Regions from separate parts of the Mus musculus genome. Here all the other regions are linked to region 1. A link is a contact called in public Hi-C data. All regions are on one chromosome and are shown on one strand. The core of a region is the stretch at or near the end of the contact, and the rest is flanking DNA. Distances in the headings are between cores, read along the strand shown.

Region 1 (3,743 bases), core at 1,242-3,741:
ATGAGAGTACTCAGTGAATAAATACTTCACCTTGTAGCTCACAGAAGAGCTGGTGGGACTGAGGATTCAATACTTAGGGGATTGAGGCAGGGGAATTAAGAGTTTAAGCTTGAGCTATGCCTGACCCAAAAGAAAAAAACTGAAAAGGTGAAAATAAGACTTCCTCATAGCTCCAGCATGGAAAGGTTTTATGTGCAAATAAACTCATATGGAATACCACAGACTAGAATCTCAGTCAGTCTCCCTCTCCCTCTCCCTCTCCCTCTCCCTCCCCCTCCCCCTCTCCTTCCCCCTCCCCCTCTCCCTCTCTCTCTCTCTCTCTCTCTCTCTCTCTCTCTCTCTCTCTCTCTCTCTCTCTCTCTCTCTCGTTCCCTCCCTCCCTCTTTCCTTCTCTCCCTTCCCTCCCCCTCCCTCTTCCCCTCCCCTCCCCCTCTGTTCCCCACTGCTGTTGACAACATTGGCCCAGGCCAGTCTGTCTCTGCACCCATTACTAAACATTCCATCAGGGCTGTACCTCAAAACAGTTCTATAAACTATGCTTTCCCATTTGCTTAAAACCCCAAATTCTCCTTCCTAAAAGGCCATCTAGTGAAGAAAAATGTTCTGAGGAATTTGCTCGAGCATGGGTAGGAAAACTATCTGCCTCTGTGTGTTTGGATTTTTCTCTGTATCCAGGTGCAAGGGGACAAAATTGAATGAGATGGATGGAGTGATTTGCCTGACAGACTAGTTTCAAAAGCAATAGATTAGCTAAGGCACTGCCATTTTAATATTCATGGGTCATCAAGATAGACATCATGAAAATACATTTAGAGTTCCAAATTTATCTGCTCTCTGCCCTTCAGCTACCCTGAAAGAATGGACATCTACGAAAGATTTGGGATTCAAAAAATATATGTTTGAGGGCTTGGAAGATAACAAATGCTTGCCAGCCAGCCTGACGACCTTAATTTGATTCCTGGGACCCACGTGGTAGAAGGAGAAGTCATCTGTTGACCTCCACTTGTGTGTGTGTGTATGCATATATATGTGTGTGTGCATATGTATGATAGGAAAGCTATCAGCCTCTGTATGTTTGGATTTTGCTCTGTGTCTAGGTGCAAGAAGACAAAATCAAATGAGATGGATGGAGTGATTTGCCTGACAGACTAGTTTCAAAAGCAGTAGATTAGCTAATATTATAAATATGCATATGTATATATGTGTACATATATATATGTATATGTATATGTATATGATGTATATGATTGATGATGTATATGATGTATATGATTGATGATGTATATGATGTATATGATGTATATGATGTATATGATGTATATGATGTATATGATGTATATGATGTATATGATGTATATGATGTATATGATGTATATGATGTATATGATGTATATGATGTATATGATGTATATGATGTATATGTATATGTATATGTATATGTATATGTATATGTATATGTATATGTATATGTATATGTATATGTATATGTATATGTGTGTGTATACACACACACATACAAGGGAGTTTGGGTTTTTTGTTTGTTTGTTTTTTAAAGGTCATGTTTTTCATTTTGTTTAAAGGGCTCCACACCTCAGTAGATGGTCAGCTGCACTGCAGGTCTGGAAGTTCTTCCTTCAGCCACACCCAAAGCCTGTGTGAAGATGGGTACAGAATCTAGAGACGGCAAGGCCAGGTTTGTGAATTCCTTATGTTTCCCCTAGTTTGTTGAAAGTATTGAAGTCAACCACTGTTGTCATCTATGCAACAGCTTTCATCCTCCGTTCTCAACCCACCTTCATGCTGATGGCATTGCTCCTGGTGAGCACTCACCCTTCTAAACATTTTTCACAAGCACTGTGCATGGGTACAGCTTTATCATTTACAAAGTCAAGCCATGCCTTTATGTGTTCTTGTCCGTGGCCATTTCAGAAAGCTTGGCAAACTTTCTGAAAGTGGGAACTGAGGACCCCTCACTCTGTCCCAGAAAAACTATAAGGGGACTCACGCACACTGTCTTCTGGTCTCTCCTCTTGCATGCTTTTTTTCACCTTAATTCAGTCGGCTAACACAACCCTTTCTTTTGTTTATGAGAATTTGCTCATGCTAAAAAAAAAACAAAATTCTAAAGCAGGATCTACCCAAGAGCAAAATTAAAATAACAATTATCTAAAAATCTCCCTCCTAAATACATTACCACTACACATATTTCAGAGTTCACCAGGAAGGGACACATTCTTCAGCCAGAAAGGGTAGATACCATAGACCAATTCTGGTAGAGTCCTTACAACCTCAATTCGGCTTGATTTACTTCTATGAGATGTCTACAGATGGCTTTTGTCTTTGTTTTATGGGGTGGAAACTGGTTATTTTTCAATCCTGTTATCACAGAATCGGTATTTGGCAAAATTTCCTGTCTTACTCTAGTGCTCCTGTCCCTAGCTCCAGCTACCACCCAAGAGGATGCTGGCTGGCTTCTCCTTCCTCCTCTTTGACTTTGTTGTTGGCATGCTTTTTGTTAGCTTCTTTTCATCAGATAAAAGTAATGTGAAGCTAACCACACTTAGAGGCTATACAAGTGGAGTCTCTGCTTTGGTTCTCACTGACATTTAAAAGCTAAAGCTCCATTGAGCCTCTCAGCCCACAGAAGTAAATACTGAATGTTTTGTGCCTTTTATGCACACACACACACACACACAAACACACACACACAAACACACACACAAAGAGAGAGAGAGAAAGAGGGAGGTGGGGGGAAGAGAGAGACGCACAGGCACAGAGGGGGCATGTGGTGAGGAGGGAAAGAGAGATTGAGAGAGCTATAATTTAGAACTGGTTTTAGTGTTTCCCTTACTGCAAGGAACCATATATCTAGAAACGTGTTCCCCAGCATGGCATGGTGCTATTGGGAGGGGATGAAAATCATTGAATGGGGCTTAGTACTGATTATGATACGGTCTTGTTCACTGTGGGCACTGATCTCAGAGAGGGTTAACTGTTGTTATGAGGTCCTAGTTAGTTCCTACAAGAGCTAGTCTTTGTCAAAAAGTCAGAGTGGCTGACCCTTTGACCCCTTCCACTCTCTGGCTCACTGTCCCAGCAGGTATAGGGTCTCCTGGCCACTCCTCTCACCATGACATTGTGGGCATGAAACCTTTGCAAAAGATCAAATCAAGGGTCCCGCCTGATTTTAGAATTTCAGTCTCTAAAGCTCCAAATATACTTTTAAAAAAATAGACAACGAATTAGAAAGGGCAATTGGCAGATTCATCTGGAATAACAAAAAAAACCTAGGATAGCAAAAACTCTTCTCAAGGATAAAAGAACCTCTGGTGAAATCACCATGCCTGAACTAAAGCTGTACTACAGAGCAATTGTGATAAAAACTGCATGGTACTGGTATAGTGACAGACAAGTAGACCAATGGATCAGAATTGAAGACCCAGAGATGAACCCGCACACCTATGGTCACTTGATCTTTGACAAGGGAGCTAAAACCATCCAGTGGAAAAAAGACAGCATTTTCAACAAATGGTGCTGGAACAACTGGTGGTTATCATGTAGAAGAATGCGAATTGATCCATTTCTATCTCCTTGTACTAAGGTCAAATCTAAGTGGATTAAGGAACTCCAAATAAAACCAGAGACACTGAAACTTATAGAGGAGAAAGTAGGGAAAAGCCTCGAAGATATGGCTACAGGGGAAAAATTCCTGAATTAGAACAGCAGTGGCTTGTGCTATAAGA
Region 2 (3,954 bases), core at 149-2,648, 380 kb after region 1:
CAATTAACAGACTCATGGATGCAGTAATACATACATGGTGTACTAGCATCTGAAACACTGAGGCAGGAGCATCCCAGTTTGAGGCTAGTCTGGAGTTGCATAAATGAGACTCCATCTTAAAAAGAGGGAATGGGGGAAGGGAGGAAGGAGATGCTAACGAAGACTGGCTGTAGGCACAACGAAGTTTACAGAGGAAAAACATTACTAGATTTAAAAAATAGTGAGACAATTGCTGTGTAATCAAAACTCTAGGCTGGAGTGCTTGGCGAGTGGTTGGCCATTCAGAATGGAAAGTGATCTTTAGGAGATGGCAGGGATTCAAAAAAAAAAAAAAAAAAACCAGCCATGGAAAAGACCAACAAGATGAATGGACTGACAGAATGATGCAGGATACTGGACATCCTTTTATTTTTTATTCATCTTTTCCCACACAATTTATCCTGATCATATTTTCCCCTCCCCCAGCTCCTCCCAGATCCCACCTGCCTTTGTGCCTGCCTTCATGTTCTTTCTTACACTAGTGAAACAAACAAAAACCAAAAGTCAAAACAAATGACAAAAACCATTAAAGGCAAAAAAAAAAAAAAAAAAAAACCACCAAAAGCACACAAACAAAAAGGAATTCCTTTTACATTGGTCAACGTCTGGGCATGGAGCCTGCCCTGGAACGTAGTTGGTATGCCCAGTGGGCACTCCATTGGAGAAAACTGATTTTTCCTTTCTTAGCTATCAACTCTGACTAGTTCTTGTTTGTGGTGGGAGTTCATGTTCATTTCCATTTCTTAGTGCTGGGATTTTGTCTGGTTTAAACTTGTGCAATTTTTATGTGTGCTGTCACTGTGTCTGTGAGTTCATATGTATATCAGCCTTGTTGTGTCTGGAAGATGCTGTTTGTTGGATGAGTAAGCATCAAAGATGTGTAGACAAGCATCCATCACCTCACGCTCTTGCAATCTTTCCTCCTCTTCTGCCACCCAGATATCTGAACCTTGAGGGAAGAGGATTTGATGAAGAAATCCCAATTAGGACTCAGTTCTCCAAAGTCTCTCACCCCCTGCTCACGTGGACATCCTTTTATGTTGGACCAAATAGGAGTAAGTTGGCTAGCAGTATAAACAGCTAAATGTGGAGCTTGCTGGACTTGCCAAAATAGTGTTGGTTGAAGTACCATGACAAGTTGCTGGGAGAGGAAGGTTCCCTAGTTGATGGTTTTTGGCTTGGTCTTGATAAACAAAACAAAACAAAACAAACAAACTGAAACTTGACAAATCCAAGAAAAAAGTAGTGTCTTAAATCTGGCTTATGAAAGTGGATGGCAAGGGTATCTGAAAGCATGTCGGCTTCGTGACAATAGCTGTGTTCTCACAGACGGAATGCAGAGACTATAAAATAGGAAAGCATGACACGAGGTATTGTTCTTTCCCTTCCCAAAGAGAATGGATTGGTAAACAGTTACTAGCACACTACTACATAGAAAACTGGTATATTTAGTTAGGACTCTTGAGTAAGGCTCAAAGTAGTTTAAGATAAACAACATCCTACCCCAGCAATTTGTTCCTCCAAGTAACTTGCTAATGATAACCTTTTTTTAGAGACCGTTACTGGACTAAACCAAGAATAACTGTTCATTGTCACTGGGCAGTCAACAAGCTAAAAGCTCTTCTTAACTCCCTAAATTGCAAGCTGTAACCATAAACAAAATTCAAGGCTTCCCAGGTCATCCTGACCTTACAATTCCTAGCCAGTCAGCCACAACAAGCTCATGCAGTGTTGCTACCCTAAAAGGAATGCGCATTTCAAGTAGTCAGTGATGGCAGAAAGCAATGCCCTTTATCATTTGATGATGAAGTAGGGTCCTACCTACTGTTAGCTGAGTTTCTGGCCATTTTTAGCATGGAATTTTCTGAATCCTACTCTGTCCTTCTCTTTTCATACTGCTGCCAGGTAAAAGGTTCTTGGTTTGTGTTTTCCCAGAGGAAAGAATTCAGCAGAGAGATAGCGACAGTTTAAGCAGAGGTTTACTTAGCAAAGCTAAAGAACAATCCAAACAGCGCAGGAATGGGTTCACTGGGGGGGTTGGCAGCAGTGCAAGAAGTTGGCTTGTTTTCAGAGGCTTTAATGACTACACCCGAGGTGGATGGGATGGCCACTTGGGCTAAGATCGCCTTTTCCTCTCCAGTTACAGTAGAAAGACTTTCCTTCCTCTCATGGACCTCTTTAAAGGCTCATACCAAGTGGTCATCACCAAATGTCTGAACTGAAGAGATGACTCTGTAGTTAAAAGTATACACTGCTCTTGCAGAAGACCTCAGTCCAGTTGCCAGCACCCACACGGTATCCACAGCACCACCCAGGGTATCTGACACTTCTGGCTTCTGTGGGTATCTGTGCGTGTGTACACACACACTCTTAAAATATTAAGTCTTAAAGAAAACCTCTCTGCTAATAAGGAGTAAGTATAATAAGTTAAGCTGGCTGATACATGAGATAAAACATCATGACCAAGACAACTTAGAAAATAAAGTATATAGCTGGGCTTATTTTTTCAGAGGGTTAGAGTCATGCCAGAGCCGAGGTGTGGCAGCAGGAACATCTGAGAGGTTGCATCTTGATGGGCAAGTAGGCACCAGAGAGAGGCACAGTAGGGTTGGTGGAAGTCCTTTGATCCCTCGGAGCTCACCCCCTAGTGACTTTCCTCCTAATCCTTCCCAAACAGCTCCACCAAACAGGTGGCCAAAGGATTAAACATATGAGCCTATGAGAGCCATTGCAATTCAAACCATCAGAGCTGACCCATGTGGGAAAGACCCTGAGGATTTTTTCCCCCTGTACCAAGTCCCTAAAGGGGTTGGCCAATGTAGAGTCTGGGTGAAGATGAGGCATTCTCCCCACATCTGCACAGGAGACCCCTTTTGTCCTTTTCATGTATTCCCAGTGACCTACTTTCACTGCATCATAATAAGTTTGGTCTAGTTCAGTGTTGGAGGAGGGACACTTAAACAGTCCAGAGAAGCTTCAAAGCCAGTGGGACCCACAGAGCCCACTGTACTCACTGAGTGGAGTTCCAGTGTTAGCTTCATCTGGCTCTAGAGCTGCTTAGAAATTTTGTTGTGCGGTAACTCCTTCAGAAAACACACAGATTCTTTTGTTTTTTGTTTGTTCTATTTGTTTTTTGTTTTTTCGAGACAGGGTTTCTCTGTATAGCCCTGGCTGTCCTGGAACTCACTTTGTAGACCAGGCTGGCCTCAAACTCAGAAATCCGCCTGCCTCTGCCTCCCGAGTGCTGGGATTAAAGGTGTGCGCCACCACGCCCGGCTTGAACACACAGATTCTTAAAGCCAACAGAAAGCCTTTATAGCCAGAGGCTGCATGGGGAACTTGCCCAAATCTTGCAGGTCTGAGCCGTACTGTTCTTGGCCTATTAAGCACAAAAGACCATATCCTGGATTGAATCACTTCGGTTAACAAGAACAGTTAGCAAGAAATGGAAGCACTAAAGCCAAAAGGCAAGGCTAGTATGTTTAGAGACTTTCCTAGCTCCAATCTGGGATCACTGACAGCCTTTCTTCCTGTCTTGGCAGGTAGACTAGATCTTTGTTCTTGCTTTGGCCGGTACTGCTGCTCACATGCTCGGTTCCAAGGCCTGAACAGGGTCAGTTATGCTAAGGTCTGGGACCAGTTGCAGTTTAAACACTAAAGACTGGAATTTTGTGTTTTTGAAAAAAAAATTGGTGAACTTCACTAAGGATAATTTAGAATTGTTGTGGCCACTTTTGGGATCTTTCCCTTAGATAAAATAGTCATTTACTAGATCGCCCTTGAGAAAATAGAATATAAAATCTCCACAAACCATGGGATGCATCATTTAATTGGCATATAAAGGTTTCTAGAAGAATTATACTCCAATTCTCTCTATAAGAATTTTAATAATGTGCTAATAAATTCCAGACTAAA
Region 3 (4,229 bases), core at 1,357-3,856, 390 kb after region 1:
TTCTTTTCATTGGTTTTCTATATAATTATATACTTTACATTCTGATCCCAGCTTCTCTCCTTCCTCTCCTTCCATTATCTCCTCCCACCACGCGCCCACATCCTCCTGCCCTCCTTTTCTTCATAGAAAAATGGAGGCCTCCCATGGATATCAAACCACTTGGCCTATCAATTTGCAGTAGGGGTAGGTATGTTTTCTACTGAGGCTAGACAAGGCAGCCCGGTTATATCACCCACTTTTCAAATAGCTACGACTCCCTTAGGAAGACCGATGACAAATATTCAGGCAGACATTGCTCGAGCAAGCTCTTGAATGGGGCCAATCTGGATCCTTCTGCCAGACAGTAGAGATTTTGTTTCTGTCTGTTTTTTTTTTTCCATCTTTCCTTTAAATCTCTAACCTACAACCTTGTAATATGGGTCTAAAATAAGCCTAGCAACACGTGACTACCTAATGTTTTGCAAGGCACCTTTGCACACACACACAGCCTCTACGAGCCTGACACAGCATCCTGAGGGCTTTCAGGCATAACTTCTACCTTCACAGGGATGAGTGGAGTGCTCTGGGGATGAACCCTTGCCCGCATTCTTGGTCAGAATCAGGGCAACACTGCACTATCAGATCTTCTGAGGACTTAAGTAAGCAGATGGCTTCAAGCAGGTGGTTTTTGCTTTATAGGATCAAGATCACCTGCTGGCCAGTAGGTAGACCCCTATGGTAGCCCTCTCCAAAATAAAAACCCATGGCATTTCTGCTACAAAACCAAGACCAAGGGTTATCCCTGCCTTGTCTCTTGACTGATTCAAACTTGACCTCTGGAGGCTAAGACAAGAGACTGGAAGGCCCCACTTCTCTTCTGTACCTTCACCTAGGTGACCTCATCTTACCCCCATTTTCCCCCCCTGCAAACAGCCTCCCTTTCTAACAAGTCTTGCACTATGACATCTACATAATAGGGTTGATAGACTTCACAAGAAGGTGTTGTGACAAGCAACAGCTCAAGGTGCTATTTCTATCAAGATCATTTGCATTTCAAAAGGATTTTTATTTGGGTTCAGAGTTCCTCCAGGCTTCCTAACCCACAGGCAGAAGGGACTGGAGGGAAGTGCAGATATTCTTACCCCAGACAATAGCTGAAGCAGTGAATACCTAGCTCCAGTGACTCCTGTGTGCAGGAAAGGGGAGGCAGAAATGTTCTGCCTCCAAAGGCTAGAGAGTTCATTTCACTTTCAAGTCACAAGTTTCAGAGTTGTCACGGGGCCTTTAGAATAATTTCCAAATTCCAGTGATCCTTTGTGTAGGAAGCCTGGCTATGAACCACCCAACTGGGCTAGATCCAGTTCTAAGCGCTTCACATACACAAACTCATCAAATCTTCACAAAGACGAGGGGAGGAGGTGTTGTGCTACTTTCATTCCATCAGTGAGCAAACTGAAGCTGAAGTTGTGCAAACTTCCCACAGTCCACCAAACCGCAGGGCTAGGCTTCAAATCACTTGCTCCAGGCTGGCGCTCCCAGACAGTATTTTTTTATTGCCTCTCACTTCACCTGGTTTTTGTCTTCCAAAAGCAGTGGGTTCTGTGTGCCAGTGTTTCAGAAGCCATGCCATCTCACCATGCTAACTGACAAGAAGGAGGAGGACTGAGCAAACCAGACTGCTGCAGAGAAGGCGAGGAAGGGCAGCATTCTGGGCTTTATACCCCCTGAGCCCAACTCTGTCGTCTTATGTATCACCAAGAAATGAGCTACCTGTCAAGTATCGGCCATGTTCATGTATCACTGCTAAGATGCAACTGAAAGATTTGCAATTCTCAAGTGTGCAGAATGGAAGTGATGGAGTATGGCAATATTTATGCAAGCAGTCTGCAGTTCAGGGTCCAAGTAGCCTGGGATTCAGAGGAGAGAGCATCTTTCACTGTTTTGCTCACCTAAGCTGGAGAACTCAAATGCTCTACATTCTGATTGGATGCTCTCACTTAAGCAGAGTACTTTGGTCTGTTAACCATTTTTCCCCTCAAGAATCAACTGTGATTTGGGGGACATGAGGTCATGATTGGGGCAGGTCATAAATGGCCTCCTCTTTCTCACCTACGATGATGATGATAGTGATGATGGTAATCAACTGCTGGCAAGGTACCAGATGGACCATATGTCTCCAGAAGGCTGTTATTTCCAGCAGATCCATATGTAGACTTGGCTTAGATACTGAAATGCAAATGGCAGAATGATTGATTGATCTAGTAACAAGACCAAAACTCCTACCTGGTCAAATGCTTCCAAAGAGCACATTCCTGCTCTGTGATGCTGGTCTCTAAGAGTCCATCCACCACTGCCTGTTATAGAAGAAGCAACACCACGTCATCTGTATCCACTAGCAGATACATGGATAGGGCTGGCAACATGAGCCTTAAGTGCAAGACAAGTTCTACTTAAAAGGAGAGTCTGTTTTCAAGCATCTGGAAGTGATTTAAAATATCGAAATTATTCATTATGCTTAATTGTAGTCATTAAGAGCGCAAAGTCAGATGATTCTCACGACCTTACCAGACCGTTATCACCCCCCACCCAAGTACTCAACACACGAGGCATCAAGAGATAGTCATGTCTTCTCTGGATGTAATTAAGAACAGAACACGGGCTAACATTACTCACTCCCACACCTCTGATGCTCTATCAATCTATCCACGGGCTTACAAACGTGCTGACTTGTGGGGTAAGTGAGTGGGACATTTTTCTTTTTATGAAAGACTCTAAAGCATGATTCCTTGACAGCTCTGGGAGAGAGGGCATCAGGAGGACACTGTGTGGAGTACAGCGTGTTTGCAGGCTGGAGTGCAGAGTAGCTACTTTGTGCTACCCATAAAACGCAGACTAGACAAACAGCACAAGGCATCTTCTGGGTGGGACCACTCACTCATGTGAAAAATCTTAAGCATTCATCCAGACACAGTGCTTTGCTCCAGGCAAAGGTCCTAGAAACATAACAGGGATGGCAAGGGAGGAGAAGGCAAACATAGGAAAGCTGGGATCAGGTGGACTGGGATCACTGGGGGAGAAGCCGCAGCACCCAGGGAGCTTAGTGTGTTTATGTATCAGTTCAGTTTACAGCTGAACAAGGAGGCAGGTTAGTCTAATCTCCGTAGGAGCAATCTCCGGGGCAGGCTTTGGAACTTCTATGGGGCTGAGACAGTAAGATCACTGACCTGGCCACACCCATGTCAACAATACACTCGCTTTCACTCCCCACAACATAGGCTAAGGGACTTGGAGCACCTTGGTGATGTCTCAAATTTAGAAGGAAATGGGAGAGAGCATGGTGTGACCTGTCTCCCTGGCTAAGCACCATCACAAAGTTAAGAGGCCAAGCTTTGCTTTTTCTTTCTTGGGCTGCTGGTACCAGAACTCGCAGGTCCTGCGTGCCAGGCAACTTCTCTGCCATGGAGCTGCACTGCAAGCCCCAAGTGGGTGGTAGGGCTGTTCAGTTCACTGTAATTGGCTCCATATAAACTGATGCTCTAAGACATCATGTTCTTTTACTCTTTTTCCATTTTTGCCTGGGCTGGCTTCAAATTCAAGACCCTCCTGCAAGGTCCCCAAGTGCGGGGATTACAGGTAAGCTCGTACAAGCAGCCTTCCTCGTGTTCTGCTCACCATTATTCTCAAGGAATGCATACACCTCTGCAAAGTTCAACTTAAAAGGTTTTCACTCATTTAGTGTGTATGTGGTCATGTTACAATGCATATGGAGGTCACGAGACAATCTGGGGGAGTTGGTTCTCCCCTTCCACCACGTGGATCCCAGTCAACAAACTCAGGTTGTCAGGTTTGGTTTCAAGTACACACTGAGACATTTTGCCTGCCCAAGATTTACTCTCAGAAGAGATTAGCTTGCTCTAATTAAAATTCAATCTTTTATAAAATTTTACGGAAAATATAAAAAAAAATGCTAACTCCTGTCTTGAGTTTGGTCATGCAAGAAACTGTCCTTGGGCTGGAGAGATGGCTCAGAGGGTAAGAGTACTGACTGCTCTTCCAGAGGTCATGAGTTCAAATCCCAGCAACCACATGGTGGCTTACAGCCATCTGTAATGAGATCTGATGCCCTCTTCTGGTGTGTTTGAAGATAGCTACAGTTTACTTATAATAAACAAACAAACAAACAAATAGAAACTGTGTCCTCAGCTGGATGTGGTGGCCCACATCTTTAATCGCAGCACCAGGGAGACAGA

What was found. A called contact is a pair of places that touch in the nucleus more often than the background predicts.
Region 2: a contact with region 1 is called in a Hi-C map of uterus, with 2.8 times the contacts expected there. A contact is called at or near these places in 3 of 484 Hi-C or Micro-C datasets (all in uterus) and 1 of 130 datasets of targeted methods (embryonic midbrain).
Region 3: a contact with region 1 is called in a Hi-C map of uterus, with 5 times the contacts expected there. A contact is called at or near these places in 3 of 484 Hi-C or Micro-C datasets (all in uterus).

The regions. Positions count from the first base shown.
Region 1 is chr19:26,992,445-26,996,187 of GRCm38.p6, forward strand. No RefSeq gene overlaps it. Among named protein-coding and RNA genes, the nearest start is that of Gm815, 110 kb to the left of the region's middle.
Region 2 is chr19:27,369,268-27,373,221 of GRCm38.p6, forward strand. No RefSeq gene overlaps it. Among named protein-coding and RNA genes, the nearest start is that of Gm35554, 26 kb to the left of the region's middle.
Region 3 is chr19:27,384,530-27,388,758 of GRCm38.p6, forward strand. Pum3 (pumilio RNA-binding family member 3) reads right to left here. Exons shown (of 18, transcript NM_177474.5): 18 at 4,169-4,229. Among named protein-coding and RNA genes, the nearest start is that of Gm35554, 42 kb to the left of the region's middle.